2 separate regions of the Zea mays genome follow, and region 1 is linked to region 2. The links are chromatin contacts, called in public Hi-C maps. All regions are on one chromosome and are shown on one strand. The core of a region is the stretch at or near the end of the contact, and the rest is flanking DNA. Distances in the headings are between cores, read along the strand shown.

Region 1 (7,421 bases), core at 1,559-4,058, 160 kb after region 2:
AGCCATGTAAGCCTAATTTTGTAGATTTGCAACCTCTTCCCTAGCGGAGTCGCCAAAAAGTATGTTGACACCTTTTTCGGGCGCCAATCACTCAACAAGAACCGACAGTGGTGCTCTCTGGTCAGGCGCGGACGGTCCGCGGCCCCGGGCCAGACGGTCCGCGACCTAGGCGCAGGAGCGGTGTCTTTCCTGCGTCACGCCGGACGGTTCGCAGCTCTGGACCGGACTGTCCGCGACTTGGCCACAGGGTCGTCTTCCTCCTCCTTGCTGGAATCTAGATCTCATTCCCTGGGGAAAGAGATCTTAGGGTGCTCCGGGTCGACAGGTCACCCGGGGCGTCCCCAGACGACGTGGAGTCGCCTAGGAATTAAGAGATCAATTCGAGGAAGAGGTCTTGAGTGGACAACTAGATCTTGCCCCCCGGGAGGGGTGAGATCCTAAGGTCGTCTTAGGATCGGCAGGCCACCCAAGACGAATCTAGACGACGTAGGGTCGAATAGGGGTAGAGGTGGATATGCGGAAGGCTACAACTAGAACTACACTACATCTACTCCTAGAGTAGGAAAAGTAAATAATGTAATTGATTCGATTGGAATGTGTTCGGGGGTTCTCAATCGGCCGTACCCCTTTATATTTATAGGGGAGGAGGTCTGGACCTGTTCTTAAGAGATGGCCAACAAACTTTCACGTGATTAGATGGATAACCACGCACGAAATTGATATATATCCGAGTTAATCTAATATTGGGACACGCGGACCATCCGCTCGTTTTGGTGTCCAACAACAACCACAACCGACGCAATGCCCTAGATTCTTTGTGATTTCTACGGGTTCCAACCAAACATACAGTGTTCTGCTGGCATCGTCCAAGGCCCATACAGAAGAGAAGCACCAATCAGTGACTCCAGAGAATGGGTTCATGCACCTAGCGGCTGACCTGATAGCTATTCCAACGTCAGAACAGCTATAGAAGTTTGGCCAGCAACTATGGAGAAGACTGCTGTACACATGACTAGATCAAGATCGTGTTACTGATTGGCTGGTTTTAATTTCTTTGCGAAAATGAATGGATGAAACGAACGAACCATCAAAACAGTCGCACGTTCAAACTACTCGAGAATTTCCACCGTCCCAGATCCGGTTAAATTTCAATCACCGAAAAAGATCACAAGAACTCATGCACTGCTTGTTCCAATTAGTTTGAAAGAAACAATAGCAGCAGCGTGCGATCTTCTTGTAATGCAGATCAACGCGAAAAGGGAGAGTTAAACCCTAGCTAGCTAGGAGCTGGCCAGCAGCTAAGGTCAATGTAGATGGAGCGCGGGAGCGCGCACCGCGTCACGTCACTAACCTGCTCACATGTAGAGCGAGTGCAGTAGTAGACACGTACCACCGACGAATCGACGATTGATCACCGAGTACGCGATCAGTACGGCGGCGGCATTTGCGGCGCGCGAGGTGGCGGCGGCCACATCACGTCATGCGGCTGCGGGTGGCAAGCGGCGTAGATGGGCACATCCGGTGGTCCGCACGGCTCCACGGTCTGCGCTGCCGAGGCAGGGTGCGGCGCGGGCTGGCGCCGTACGGCGAGAGGACGATGCTCTTGCGGCGGCTGCTCCCTGCGGTCTTGGTGGCCGCCTCGGTGCTCGTCTGCTGGATCGCCGCTGCCGGCGGAGAGCGAGACGGAGACGGACACGGACACGGACGCGTCGTCGTCCGCTGGGAGGCGGTGGAAGGTGGGGTTAGTGAAGGCGGCCGCGACGAGGACGACGGTGGACGCGGCGTACAGCGGGCCGGCCACGGCGCCGCCGACGATCTGCCCGTGCGGCCCCGCCAGCGAGATGGAGAGGCACGCGGCGGCGGCGGCGGCCTGCGGCGCCACGGCGGACATGGCGGGGGGCAGGAACGTGGCGGAGATGGACAGGACCTCGTACTGCCCGTGGAACATGACGGCGGGCCCGCCGGGCGACGGGTGGCGGAGCGACACGTTGGCGACGGCGCCCGTCCCCGCGAGCACGCAGATCCCGAGGTTCCGCCGTGCCGCGAAGCGAGCGAGCGCGTCGGCCACGTCGCAGCCGCAGGGGATCTCGATCACGTGGGGGCGCATCGCGGCGGCCGGCTCCGCCTCCCGCGTGACCACCACGGGCGGCTTCGGCTTGTTCTTGGACCCCGGGGGCCGGCCCCTCCGCTTCTTGGACAACTCGATGCTCGCCCCGTCGTCGCCGCCACCCGGCACCACCGGTGCCCCACCACTGGCGGGCTCCTTCCGCTCGGCGCTCCCGCGGCTGTCCACCTCATCGGAGAAGCACTCCAGCTGCTGCTGCTGCTCACCGTGTCTACCGTGCTGCTGGGGGTGGTGGTGGGATGGCGGCGGCGGCGGCGTGGTGAAGTGGATGGGCGGCACGTCCTTGCGATCTTGGTACAGGCGCTCCTGACTCATGTCTCTTTTGCCAAGCGACATGAGGAGCTTGGTCGCGAGAAAGAGAGACAACACTTAGCAAATCGAGTGGTACAAGCCGGAAAGATGTGGCTGCGACAGCTAGCTAGAGAGAGATGTAGAGCACGGGCGGCGGCAAGTGGCGAGGGCAGCTGCGAGTGATGCTTCGGCGACGACGAGAGAGGTCTCTGGAGTCTGGACTTCGTAAGGGAGGGGTCCGATAAGAAAGCGATGTGAGAGAAAGATGAGAAGAGCACAGTAGCAGGAACAGAAACAGGAGGATGGGCCTGATCCCTGAAGCGTGAAGCCTCGAGGTCGAGGGAGGGTAGGCGGTGCCTGCTGCTGCTAGTGGGAGCGACAGGCAGCGAGGTGATCCTTTTATCCTCTTGTCTTTTCATGGTTGCCCTCTTTTTGCCTGAACGGCTGACCAGACTAGCCAGGCCAGCGCCTAGCGGGCAGTGGCTCGCCAGAACGTCTTGGTGGAATGGTGGTTTTGGGAAGAGGATGGCTGCATGTTGCACCTAGATATGGCCATGGGTATCATGAACTCGAATACACTAGGCGGTTTACCCGATATATATGCACCTCGGTGCTCGTCTGCTAGGTCGCCTCTGCCGGCGGAGTTTGACCGTATATGTGGCCATCGGTCGTCAACTTCAACCGACAAGCCAGGATTAACATATTATTTGTTAGACGTACCAGGAAAGATTGAATGAGTGGTTATATTTTTTTATAGTGTTTGAAGAGTTACACGGAGACAAAGTGACAGAGCAATTTTTAGTGACGGCATGATCAAAAAATCGAGAAAAAGATGTCACACCTCATCCTAATTTGACCTTAAATCAAACACATCATAAATACAGTAATAGATATTTATTCTGGCTCAATGCATCCCAATTTTAATAATAGTTGGTATACTAGGATGGCCAATTAAAATAAAGCTTTCTAACTCAATGCATTCCCAATTGGAGCCAACCGCATGATACTCCGGCTCTACCACCACGTGGTCGATGGCTCTAGCCCTGCGTGTTACGTTAATGCACGGGTCTTCAGGTCTGGTACTTACATGTCTGGCACGGTACGGTGCAGAGCCGTACTACATCAACCAAGCGTACTGGTGGTCGTTGCTGCTGCTAGCGGTGCAACATTTTGACATGTGCCTCTGAGATGCGCCCGTGACGGGGGACCACGAGATAATAATAGTATGACCGTGCTGCTGCTGACAAAAATCCAAGATAAATACCGTTGTCGTTTGACCAGAGATAACCTTATCTGATGCAGTCTCTTTATTTTTTTGGAATACAAATAAGAGCTGTAAAAACAAGCATCGGTGAAGTAAACCGCAAAAAAGGCTGTGATTTTACCGTTGGTTTCAATGCCAAAGCTTCCCTTTAATCTTCTGTTGTTGCTCTCTCTCTCTACTACTGAAGGAGAATATGTTGCAAGTTGAAGAATCTATTTGGATGTGAGGTCTTGTTTTCGAACAGGAAGTTATCAAGGCTTACTGTGATAGCTTGCTATTTGTTTGATCAAGAACGACATGTTTTAGTTTAAGACGAAGCACATTGATATCAAGAACCATTCCATCGTGATGTTATTTCTAAAGGCAACGTTATTGCGGAGCATGTTCGTACATATGAAAATCACGTAGACATACTCACAAAACCATTATCTGAAACCAAGTTCAAGCATTGTCTTGACTTAGTCGGTATTTGTGGAGCTTAGCACCCTAGCTTTGTTTGGGAAATAGAGATTTAGAGTCAAAGAAGATTTACTATGATATGCCTCCTAGTATTTGTTATACACTTATATAATAATAACAAGTATAATCAGTGTTGGATCCGCGATTGATCAAGGGAGAGGCTAAACTAGGACTATAAAAAATTTAAACCAAACAAAAAGATTCTAGTTTAATATGATACAAATAGCAAGATATAATTTAAACATTCAAGAGATATGTAGACCAAAACAAGTCGTTACAAATTCTAGAAATACATAATCAATACATATCGTTTATGAGTTGATGTTGTTGCGAGGTAAATCTCTCTTCCAAGTTATTAAGCCTTGAAAATACTTCAAAAAAAAATTTAATCTTTAACATGTGCAAACATATCCCCCTCACTATAGCATAGAATGTTGTTATTCATCTATTTTGTTTCTTCTTTCTGTATTGATGATGTCCATAGCAGAGAAGGCACACAAATTAATTTTATCAAATAACCTACTAAACATGGGACTGTTAAGTTATCAAAGAAATAATCAAATCAAACTGGCACAATACCAATACCTAGCACTAGCACGCACAGTAGGCACCAGTAGCACACGGTTTATTCACTCTTCACCTTCACACCGTCACGCGGTTCAGGTTCAGCAGAGCAAAAGCAGGAGCTGGCGAGCTGCTGTGGGCGACCAAGCGGGTCCGGAGTGGACTACGGTCTACGGAGGCCGGAGCACCGAGCGCGTGCTACCGTGCCACGTCCCGCGATGGAGAGTCGCACCGCTGCACCAGAGCCCTGTCACCGTGTCGCGAGGGGCCGAGCGACGGCTGGACTGTGGAGGCCGGGAGAGGCTGAGCCTATAGCAACGTCTTCTAAATTCTATTTCCTAAAGTAATATTTTTTATCTTTTACAGTACACTCTAAAAGATTGTATTCTTTATATCTTCTCAATTTCCAGTAAGGTTCTCTAAATTCGGTCCTCTAAAGCTATAGTGTTAACAGTTTACCTTTTTCCATTGGTCACATTTAGTACGACAATAACCAAAATATATAAAAAGGACACGATGTGACCTAGTATCAGCCAAAAGGAGCATCACGTGCATTTACCGAACGCACAGTACACCTCTACATCTAGCGGCTGCCAGAGACGACCGCTATTTTAGAGAACACGGTAGCGAACTTTATTGGAGGGCTTACAGACAACAAGAAACATTAAATATATGGTACTGGCTCCTTTAGCGCGTGCTGCTAGAGGCAGCCTGAGGAGCAAGCGATGGCGTGTTGGGATGTGCTAATCTATTTTTCGTGGACCTATATTCGCTGTGTTTATTAGGCCCGAGTAGCCCCGAACGTAGATCGGTCCCTACCTAGTTGTAAGCTGAAAGGGAATTAGGCTTACACCTAGTTCCTAAATAATTTTGGTGGTTGAATTGCCCAACACAAATCTTTGGACTAACTAGTTTGCCCAAGTGTATAGATTATACAGGTGAAAAAGGTTCACACTCAGCCAATAAAAAGACCAAGTTTTGGATTCAATAAAGGAGCAAAGGGGCAACCGAGGGCACCCCTGGTCTGGCGCACCGGACTGTCCGGTGTGCCACCGGACAGTGAACAGTACCTGTCCGGTGCACCAGGGGACTCAGACTCAAACTCTCCACTCTCGGGATTTCTCGGAAGCCGGCGCGCTATAATTCACCGGACTGTCCGGTGTGCACCGGACATGTCCGGTGCTCCAAGGAAGCTCGGCCTCCTGAACTCGCCAGCCTCGGGTTCGCGCGGCGGCCGCTCCGCTATAATTCACCGGACTGTCCGGTGTGCACCGGACTGTCCGGTGTACCAGCGGAGCAACGGCTCCCTGCGGCGCCAACGGCTCCCTGCGGTGCATTTAATGCGCGCGCAGCGCGCGCAGACGTCAGACTTGCCCATGCCGGTGCACCGGACATCAAACAGTACATGTCCGGTGTGCACCGGACACCCAGGCGGGCCCACAAGTCAGAAGCTCCAACGGCTAGAATCTAACGGCAGTGATGACGTGGCAGGGGCACCGGACTGTCCGGTGCGCCATCGAGCAGAAGCCTCCAGCCAACGGTCAAGTTTGGTGGTTGGGGCTATAAATACCCCAACCACCCCACCATTCATTGCATCCAAGTTTTCCACTTCTCAACTACTACAAGAGCTCTAGCATTCAATTCTAGACACACTAAAGAGATCAAATCCTCTCCAATTCCACACAAAGCCCTAGTGACTAGTGAGAGTGATTTGCCGTGTTCATTTGAGCTCTTGCGCTTGGATTGCTTCTTTTCTTTCTCACTTGTTCTTGAGATCACAACTCCATTGTAATCAAGGCAAGAGGCACCAATTGTGTGGTGGCCCTTGCGGGGAAGTTTTGTTCCCGGCTTTGATTAGAGAAGAGAAGCTCACTCGGTCCGTGGGACCGTTTGAGAGAGGGAAGGGTTGAAAGAGACCCGGCCTTTGTGGCCTCCTCAATGGGGAGTAGGTTTGCAAGAACCGAACCTCGGTAAAACAATTCTCCGTGTCTCACTTGCTTATTCGCTTGGGATTTGTTTTGCGCCCTCTCTCGTGGACTCGTTTATATTTCTAACGCTAACCCGGCTTGTAGTTGTGTTTATATTTGTAAATTTCAGTTTCGCCCTATTCACCCCCCCTCTAGGCGACTATCAATTGGTATCAGAGCCCGGTGCTTCATTAGAGCCTAACCGCTCGAAGTGATGTCGGGAGATCACGCCAAGAAGGAGATGGAGACCGGCGAAAAGCCCACTACAAGCCACGGGAGCACTTCATCGGAAGAGTCCCGCACCAAAAGGAGGGAGAAGAAGAAGAGCTCCTCCAACAAAGGGAAGGAGAAGAAATCTTCTTCTCACCACAAAGAGAAGAAGGAAAAATCTTCTTCCCACAAGCCGCATCGGAAAGGCGACAAGCACAAGAGGATGAGGAAGGTGGTCTACTACGAGACCGACACTTCATCAACATCGACCTCCGACTCCGATGCGCCCTCCGTCACTTCTAAGCGCCAAGAGCGCAAGAAGTATAGTAAGATTCCCCTACGCTACCCTCGCATTTCCAAACATACACCTTTACTTTCCGTCCCACTAGGCAAACCACCAACTTTTGATGGTGAAGATTACGCTAGGTGGAGCGATTTAATGCGATTTCATCTAATCTCGCTCCACAAAAGCATATGGGATGTTGTTGAGTTTGGTGCGCAGGTACCATCCGTAGGGGATGAAAACTATGATGAGGATGAG
Region 2 (7,306 bases), core at 1,586-4,085:
TTCACGGTACAATAATGTCCATTTCTCAAATGTGCAATCAACGAAGTTGTAGTAGCCTCCGTGGAGATTCAAAGTACCTTCATTCACCCTCTTCTCTATCCATGGGTATGTTAACAAGTTCAACAGAGAGCTATTTATTGATTCCTGTAACAAAAGGAAGAAATCAATACATGTCAGACACCGAGCTATTTATTGACTCCTGTAACAAAAAAAAGAAATCAATACATGTCAGACACCGTGAGTGGTTGTGCTTAGTAATATCATACTATGACTACATAAACCTTGAACAAAAGAAAACCAACATATTTGCCAAGATAAATTTGAATTGTATAACTAGTACGAGACATCCATATCTAACCCTAGTATAGATAAAGACTATGAACAGGGAAGAACAATAGGATGAGCAGGCAAGATCTTGAGATGAATCTGAATTAGTGAAAGCCATGGAATTGATTGATCCTGTGCACTACATTAGGCAATATTTTTGTAAAAGTTAAGGCTCGTGATCACACATCACCCAAGAATCACCTTTTCACAATGTTTGCACTGCATGTCAAAACTCAAATTTCCAGCTGCAGCTCTTGTGCTTAACCTTGCGCTCTTCCCAATTGAAACCCAGTTTTTAATGAAGCTTCTGTGTCGATAAAATAAATGAAATCAGAAATTCAGAGACTAGTCTAAAGTCTAAACGGACAACAAAAGAACATGTAATGAAGAAATGGCTAGAACTTTTACCCGGACGTTGAATCATCTTTCATGCTCATTAGTGCCTGGATGCCCCCACACCTACTGTGGCCTACCACCAGTACATTCTCTACCTGAGCAAATGAAGGCAAATGTGCCAGTCTCAAGAATGCTTTTATGTTACTTCAGCAAAAAAGGAATAAATAGGATAAAAGAAACAAATCATTAATGAAACACACAGTAAACTTATACCTCGAGTGTATTGATAGCAAACTCTAGTGCTGCACTAGTCTCTGATCCCTCATGCTGGTATTGCAACATTTTGTTTACTGTCAGTACTTCCACAAAGGAATGCATTGCTTGAGAGTTCAATCACAGCCTAAAGATGCAAAAAAATTGTAATACCTCATATGGTGGTACCAAATTCGCCACATTACGAACCGTAAATGCTTCGCCAGGCTGAAACCCCAAAACAGCGGTAGGGCAGACTCTGGAGTCAGCACAAGCAATCACCATGAACTGCACACAAGAACAGAAAACCAAAAGTAATCCCGTAAGGCTCATAATGCCAATATTAAAATTATTTTGTATCAAAGTCATTATCGTGTACCTTTGGTGTTTGCTGTTCAGCAAGATTTTGGTAATTTGAAAAATTCTCCCTGTCCATAGTTCCAGATACAGCAATGTCAAAAAAACTGTGAAACGTTAAGGTGAATGATATGTGTTGTACTTCATGATCCACTTACACATAGTTTCTCTGTTTGAAGTCCATGAATCTCGCTTTCAAATCCATGAATGGACCGTGTTCTGCACCTACCTCATCTATTGTATCATGTTGAAAATCCAAAAGTTGTCGGGTCAAGCCAGTGTGGTCTCTGGAGGCCATTGTGACAGATAATAACTCTCTCCTGCAGAAGACGATCTTATTAAATAATTTTCTGCCCAAACATATTAAGAACTGGGTGGATTGGAGGCCAGGGTGATCTCTGAAGGATCACAACGATGTTTTTGTGGTACAAGAAAATGCAAAATCCTGGCTGGCAAAATTCATGTGAGTTTATGTAATGTCCGGAGATCACAACACTATATAGGTCTACAGATAATTGGTGTAAATTGGATGCGACCCCCCCCCCCCCCCCCCCAAAAAAAAAAACTTATCTGAAAACCACTAATTAGCTGATAATAATAAATATAGAGTTATCTGAAAGCGATGTTTTAGGATAGGCTTAAATTGGAACCGTTCGTGAGTACATTAAAGCACTTACAATATGTCAATCCACACAGAGGAAAACAAATATATCCATCTACCATTAGTGTTTCCATCCGACAACAGTGTACTACAGGCTACTGCAAATTCAAATCGCAAGAAAGTGGAACGTTGATCTAAACTGTTGAACCAAGTAGTTGACTAAGCTAAACGGCCCCCAGAAATACAAATTCTCAAATCTCAATTTGGATCTCATTTCTTGCGCTGCAGAATTCACCAAGCTAAGGTACATAGTAAGCCACCGAGGAGGCAATTGGAGTTATTGCACGGAGAAGCTAGATAAGTAGTTTAGATACTCAAGGAACCAGGGGAGGTTGCGCCGGACACGATGGAAGCAAGGGAATCGTGAAGACAGACAGTTGCGCGACCTGATCGCTGATCCAAACTTAGAAGCTGCAGAAATTACAGAGGAGATCGACTCGACTCACCGGCTAGATCCTCCCAGCCGCAGAGCAACACCGCGCGTCCCCGAATCACCGATCTGCGGCACCCGAGAAAACCCAGAGATAAGCAAAGAGGGAGTCCCAGCGAGTCGGAAACCCCAAGAGACGGCGAAAGCGAGCGCGGATAGAAGCTCACCATAACCGCGCCGTGGCCCCTGCCGGAGTCGGGGGTTGGCGCGGCGGCAGGGCGGAGACATCGGGAGGCGGAGCGGTGGAGGACGCCGCTAGCCATGTGAGCACGGGGCAGGGCGTCGTGGTGTCCGGGCCTGGGGCATTCGAGGAAGGGGAGCTTGGTGCGGCAATGGCCGGGGGTGCCTCCTTTTAGGGGAGGTGAGCAGCGGACAGACAGCAAGGCGGAGGAGACGGGGACGACGGCGATGGGGCGGAGGAGTCGAGGTCGAGGTGGCGGTGGCGGTGGTTTTATTGTTTTAATCTGTTTTCGTGCAAAGTGATTAGTTACCGTGATTGGACTGTTTGGGGCTGAAATTTCATTGACGCTCCAGTGTGGGTGTGGGCCGGGGCGACCGACCCGCGCGAGAGTCGTGCCGTCGGATTGGATGTGCGGTGGAGCGACCCTCACCGTTCAATTCCCTACTTGTTGGAGCGGTTGCAGTGGGTGGGACACCTGGCAGGCAGGACCGTATTTATTAGGCCCGCAATGATCAATGAATGGTCTACAAACGTCCATACGGATACGGTAGAGTGATTGGAGTTGCCTGTGTCCAATCCATACGCATGTGTCGTTTTACGACGCACGACGACGTATCATGATTAGAAGAAGAATACTCCAGACGTCCTGCTGGTAGTTTTTGAGGAAAAAAATAGAAAAAGAATGCAGACCCGCCATTGAATAATGAGCGTGATCGACGGAAACGAAGATGACCGCAGCGGGGACAGGAAAAACAAGAAACACACACACACGAGGTATTCGCGCGAGCAGAGAAGTGCTCGAATGCACGCTTTTACTACTATATCTATCCATGGCTCCATGCTCACCGATGCTCTCCACGCCGAGACAGCCGCCGCTCGTCGGGGCGCGGCGTGCGGGGCGGCGGGAGGAGCTCATCCTTCCGGGCGGCCGCGTGCCGCTCGCCGCCGTCGTCTGACTCTGAGGACGGGCACAGTCGCCGCGCCGCCGCGGAAGCCGAGGACGCGCGCGTCGTCGAAGCAGCGGCGAGGCGGAGCAGTGCCGTGCGCGGCATGGCCTGGAGAATGGACGGGCGGTTGTGGTGGATCACTGGATTCTGGACGGCCACGTGCTCCTCTCCCAACCTCCATGACAGCACCGCGCTTTGCGATTGGCTCTATAGAAGAGAGAGAGAGAAGACAACTGCTCCACCTCCAGATATGACACGGACAATGAGTGGCAGGCCTATCCTCTTCGCCGACTGCGCACGACACTTCGAACCCGTCACCGGCACGGAAGTGAGCACCGGAAACAGGGCCACAAAATTGAGCAGAAAGACGTCCGCGTCGCGTCGCGGCACCCTCGTGTCCGCATGCGCGCTTTAATTTGATTAAAGAAATTTGGCTCTTAAAATATAAAATATAGTAAGATAACTGAACATTTAGGTAGTGTTTGGTTTGGTGTCAACGAGGGATGGGACGGGATCAACCTTGGGCTGATCCCGTCCCTTATTTTTTGAGGGATGACCTCATCCACCATTTTTGAAGAATATTCCTTGACCCTGACTCTGGACCTCCAAACCAAACGCGGGTCAAGTTAGAATGATCTCATCCCATCCCTCTTCATCCTTCCTCGTCCCTCCATCCAAACACTACCTTAACTATTTTAGTTTCGTTCCCGTTATGACCGAACTAATGGAACTTTTTTTTTTCCAAAAGAAGCTAATATAACATTAAATACACATGTTACAAAGTAATTACACAAACACTGTATTAGTTATAAATTTATAAGGGAACAAACAGTAATATAATAACACAAATATATAGAGGTTCAAACACAAAACATCACAAAAAAACAAATGTGGACATTCGGGTACCCCAGTATTTTAGATCGGGTAGATCAGTAATAAAAACCGCTACTCGATGTTTAGCTTGAAAACATTATCAAATTTGGGAACATATCGGTGCACATGTGCATTTGGTACGCACCTGAAATAACAAAGTTCACAAAAAAAGTTTAAAAATCACAAATATTCTTTCTATCTTACTTTAATTATATATAAAATTTTAAGTTCAAATTTATTATACTTTAGCTGTAATAAAAAATAAGATTTCTGATGGGTTTAAATTAGAAAATTGGCTAAATGTTCTATTCTTTATTATAGCTAAAATATAATGAATTTGACCTTGAATTTTTGTATATAATAGAAGTAGGATGAGAAGAATATGTAAGGGTTTTTTTTGGATTTTTTTGTGAACTTTGTTAGTTCATGTGCACTAAATACTTCCATTCGGACAATTCCATTCAGACAACTCCGGCAAAACATAAAATTTGCACATAAATTCAGCAATGATATATAGTACATAACTTTATCGGCAACTTGCATAGAATTTGACAGCAATTTACACAAAAACATATTGCATGCTCAAACGAACAAAACTAAAGATTGTTTATCACAAGCGTGTGTATTTCGAGTACGGGTTGAAATAATTTAGATACGGATAATATAATGGAGAACGGGTATTTTGCTCGAAGCCTAGTTGGTAGTTGGCGTCCACTTGATTCTGGACCCATAACGCTATACCAGAGTCTACAAATGGCTATGGTGCAGCGGCTGGGGATCTGGACACGTGAGGTGACTTCGAGAGGACGGGCATCCATTCCGTTGTGCGGACTGCGGACCACGGGAAGAAGCTGCTAGGGCAGATGAACTGGCCTGGTTTTACTGGTCGCGCGCCCCAGAACTTGGGATGGGAGGAGCCGGCAGCCACACGGGTCCACCGGAAGGTCTAGTAGATCCAGCCGTGGACCGTGGTACTGTGGTAGTGTGCTACTCCGGGCTGAGTAGAGATGGCAACGGGTACAAACCCGCTGGGTTTTGCCGTCCTAAACCCGTACCCGTGAAAAATATCTATGCCCATTAAAAAACCCATACCCATGACGGGTTTGAGATTTTGCCCAAACCCGTACCCATCGGGTTTGCGGGTACCCATGAGTTATCCGCGGGTTTCATCTCCAATATACTTGTTCTTCTCATAATCAATAAGTATCATAATGATTAATAATATCATGATCCAAAATTTATGTAATGAACAACGAGTTCATGATTTGGTATAAAATTTATTAGTAGAGAGAATGAAATACAAATAATAAGTTGTATAATTAAGTGACCTTGCACTAAGTTATCCATCCACCATATATATAACGCTAGTAAAAACTATAATAGCAAGCAAGCAACACTCTCACCGACTACTAATACATTCACCAATTGATAAAAATTATGAAGTAAATAAGGAATAACAAGTTTGTTGTTCGTTTATAAAATAAAATGATAATATGCACTAGGTTTGGTCGGGTTTAAAAAACTCACGGGTTCACGGGTTTGGGTACTATAGGAACAAACTCGTACTCATAAACCCGCCGGGTATAGATTTATGCCCATTAACAAACCCATGGGTATGAAAATTGACTCAAACCCGTACCCTAATGGGGTAAAAACCCATCGGGTTTCGGGTTTCGGGTACCCATTGCCGGCTGAGGCAGCAGCTCGGTCTCGTGATGGGCCTACCGCGAAACTGAACTGTTGGGCTAACTGTTACGGGTATTGAGTAGGCCTGGTCCAATAGGAGGAAGCTGTACGTCCGGGGTTACCACTGGGTTTAGCTGCGGTGTGGACTGTCAACTGTGGACGTTTCTGGCCCAGCATAACGACCGGCAGATGGTGATCCAAGAATTAACAGTGCTTCTCAAGCCATACATCCAAGGAATGGGTAGTTTGATGCTGTGGCTACGCTTTGAGGAGATTGCGGTGGATCGATTGATTAGAAACAATATAGTTCAAGAAAGACGACGATGAAAAGCAAATCGACGAAATGGATTTTATTTGTTATATCATATCATTATGTATTAAAGAATGAATCAATAATGCATAAGCGACGAAATGTTAAGAAAAGGTAAAATGGCAAAGGAGACAATGTACGGTAGATATAAGATGGTCTCTACATTGTTTGCTTATATAGGTAAAGATTTGGAAAATCACTATACATTGATACGATCAAGCTACAAATATGAAGATAGAGATTAAAGTAACGTTAGGAAGTGTCAGGCCAAAAGGAGGAGGATATAAGAAATCCTGAATTGGTTTGACCATATTGATGTTGGGTCATATATGTCTCTATGTGGATCAAACAGAAGCTTGATTATTGGTCTCAACATTTATACCTAGAAGACATTCGAGCAAGGTTCACAATATTGAAAAAATAGTTGTTCAATGGATGCTTAATACGATGAGACTTGAGGATGGCTTGATATGGTGATGATAGCAAGGAAAGGGGTTCGAGTGACTAAGCGAGGATGAAGGTCAAGCGAAGACTTGAGGACCGAGGTACCATAGCTAATTAAGGTGAAAAGAGAGTACTTGCATTGAGTCAAAATAGTAATCAAGCTATGAGGAGTTATATTGTGTTGAGGATCAAATCGCTAGTGGAAGTGACTTGAAGCCATGATTTCAACTCATGTGTTGTGGAATGGTTTTAAGTCAAATGATAAAGTAATATTTGCTTGAAGAGATGAGACAAATATGATTGCAACCCCCTTATGATTCCATGATATTGAGAAGAAATGGTATATACACATATTGAAGTCTCTAATAATAGTGGATCGACGCAATTGTGTTCTATGATTAGTTGTGGCATTTAATAGTTTGTAACTTTCTCTGACCCTATGATGATTAATAATATATTCCATGTGCAACCAGTCACCTAACATGTGCATGCAGTTCATTCA

The links. A called contact is a pair of places that touch in the nucleus more often than the background predicts.
Region 1: a contact with region 2 is called in a Hi-C map of ear, with 4 times the contacts expected there. The contact joins the promoter of LOC103647499 here to the promoter of LOC100272439 in region 2. A contact is called at or near these places in 7 of 25 Hi-C or Micro-C datasets (bundle sheath, ear, endosperm and 3 more).

Annotation. Positions count from the first base shown.
Region 1 is chr2:192,452,464-192,459,884 of Zm-B73-REFERENCE-NAM-5.0, forward strand. LOC103647499 (AT-hook motif nuclear-localized protein 17) reads right to left here and starts at 2,809. Exons shown (of 1, transcript XM_008672032.4): 1 at 1,163-2,809. The coding sequence starts at 2,461. The coding sequence ends at 1,427.
Region 2 is chr2:192,296,460-192,303,765 of Zm-B73-REFERENCE-NAM-5.0, forward strand. It overlaps LOC100272439 (carbonic anhydrase), which reads right to left and starts at 2,836. Exons shown (of 9, transcript NM_001359716.1): 1 at 2,531-2,836; 2 at 2,380-2,432; 3 at 1,431-1,592; 4 at 1,295-1,343; 5 at 1,090-1,203; 6 at 937-990; 7 at 736-818; 8 at 529-634; 9 at 1-144. The coding sequence starts at 2,626.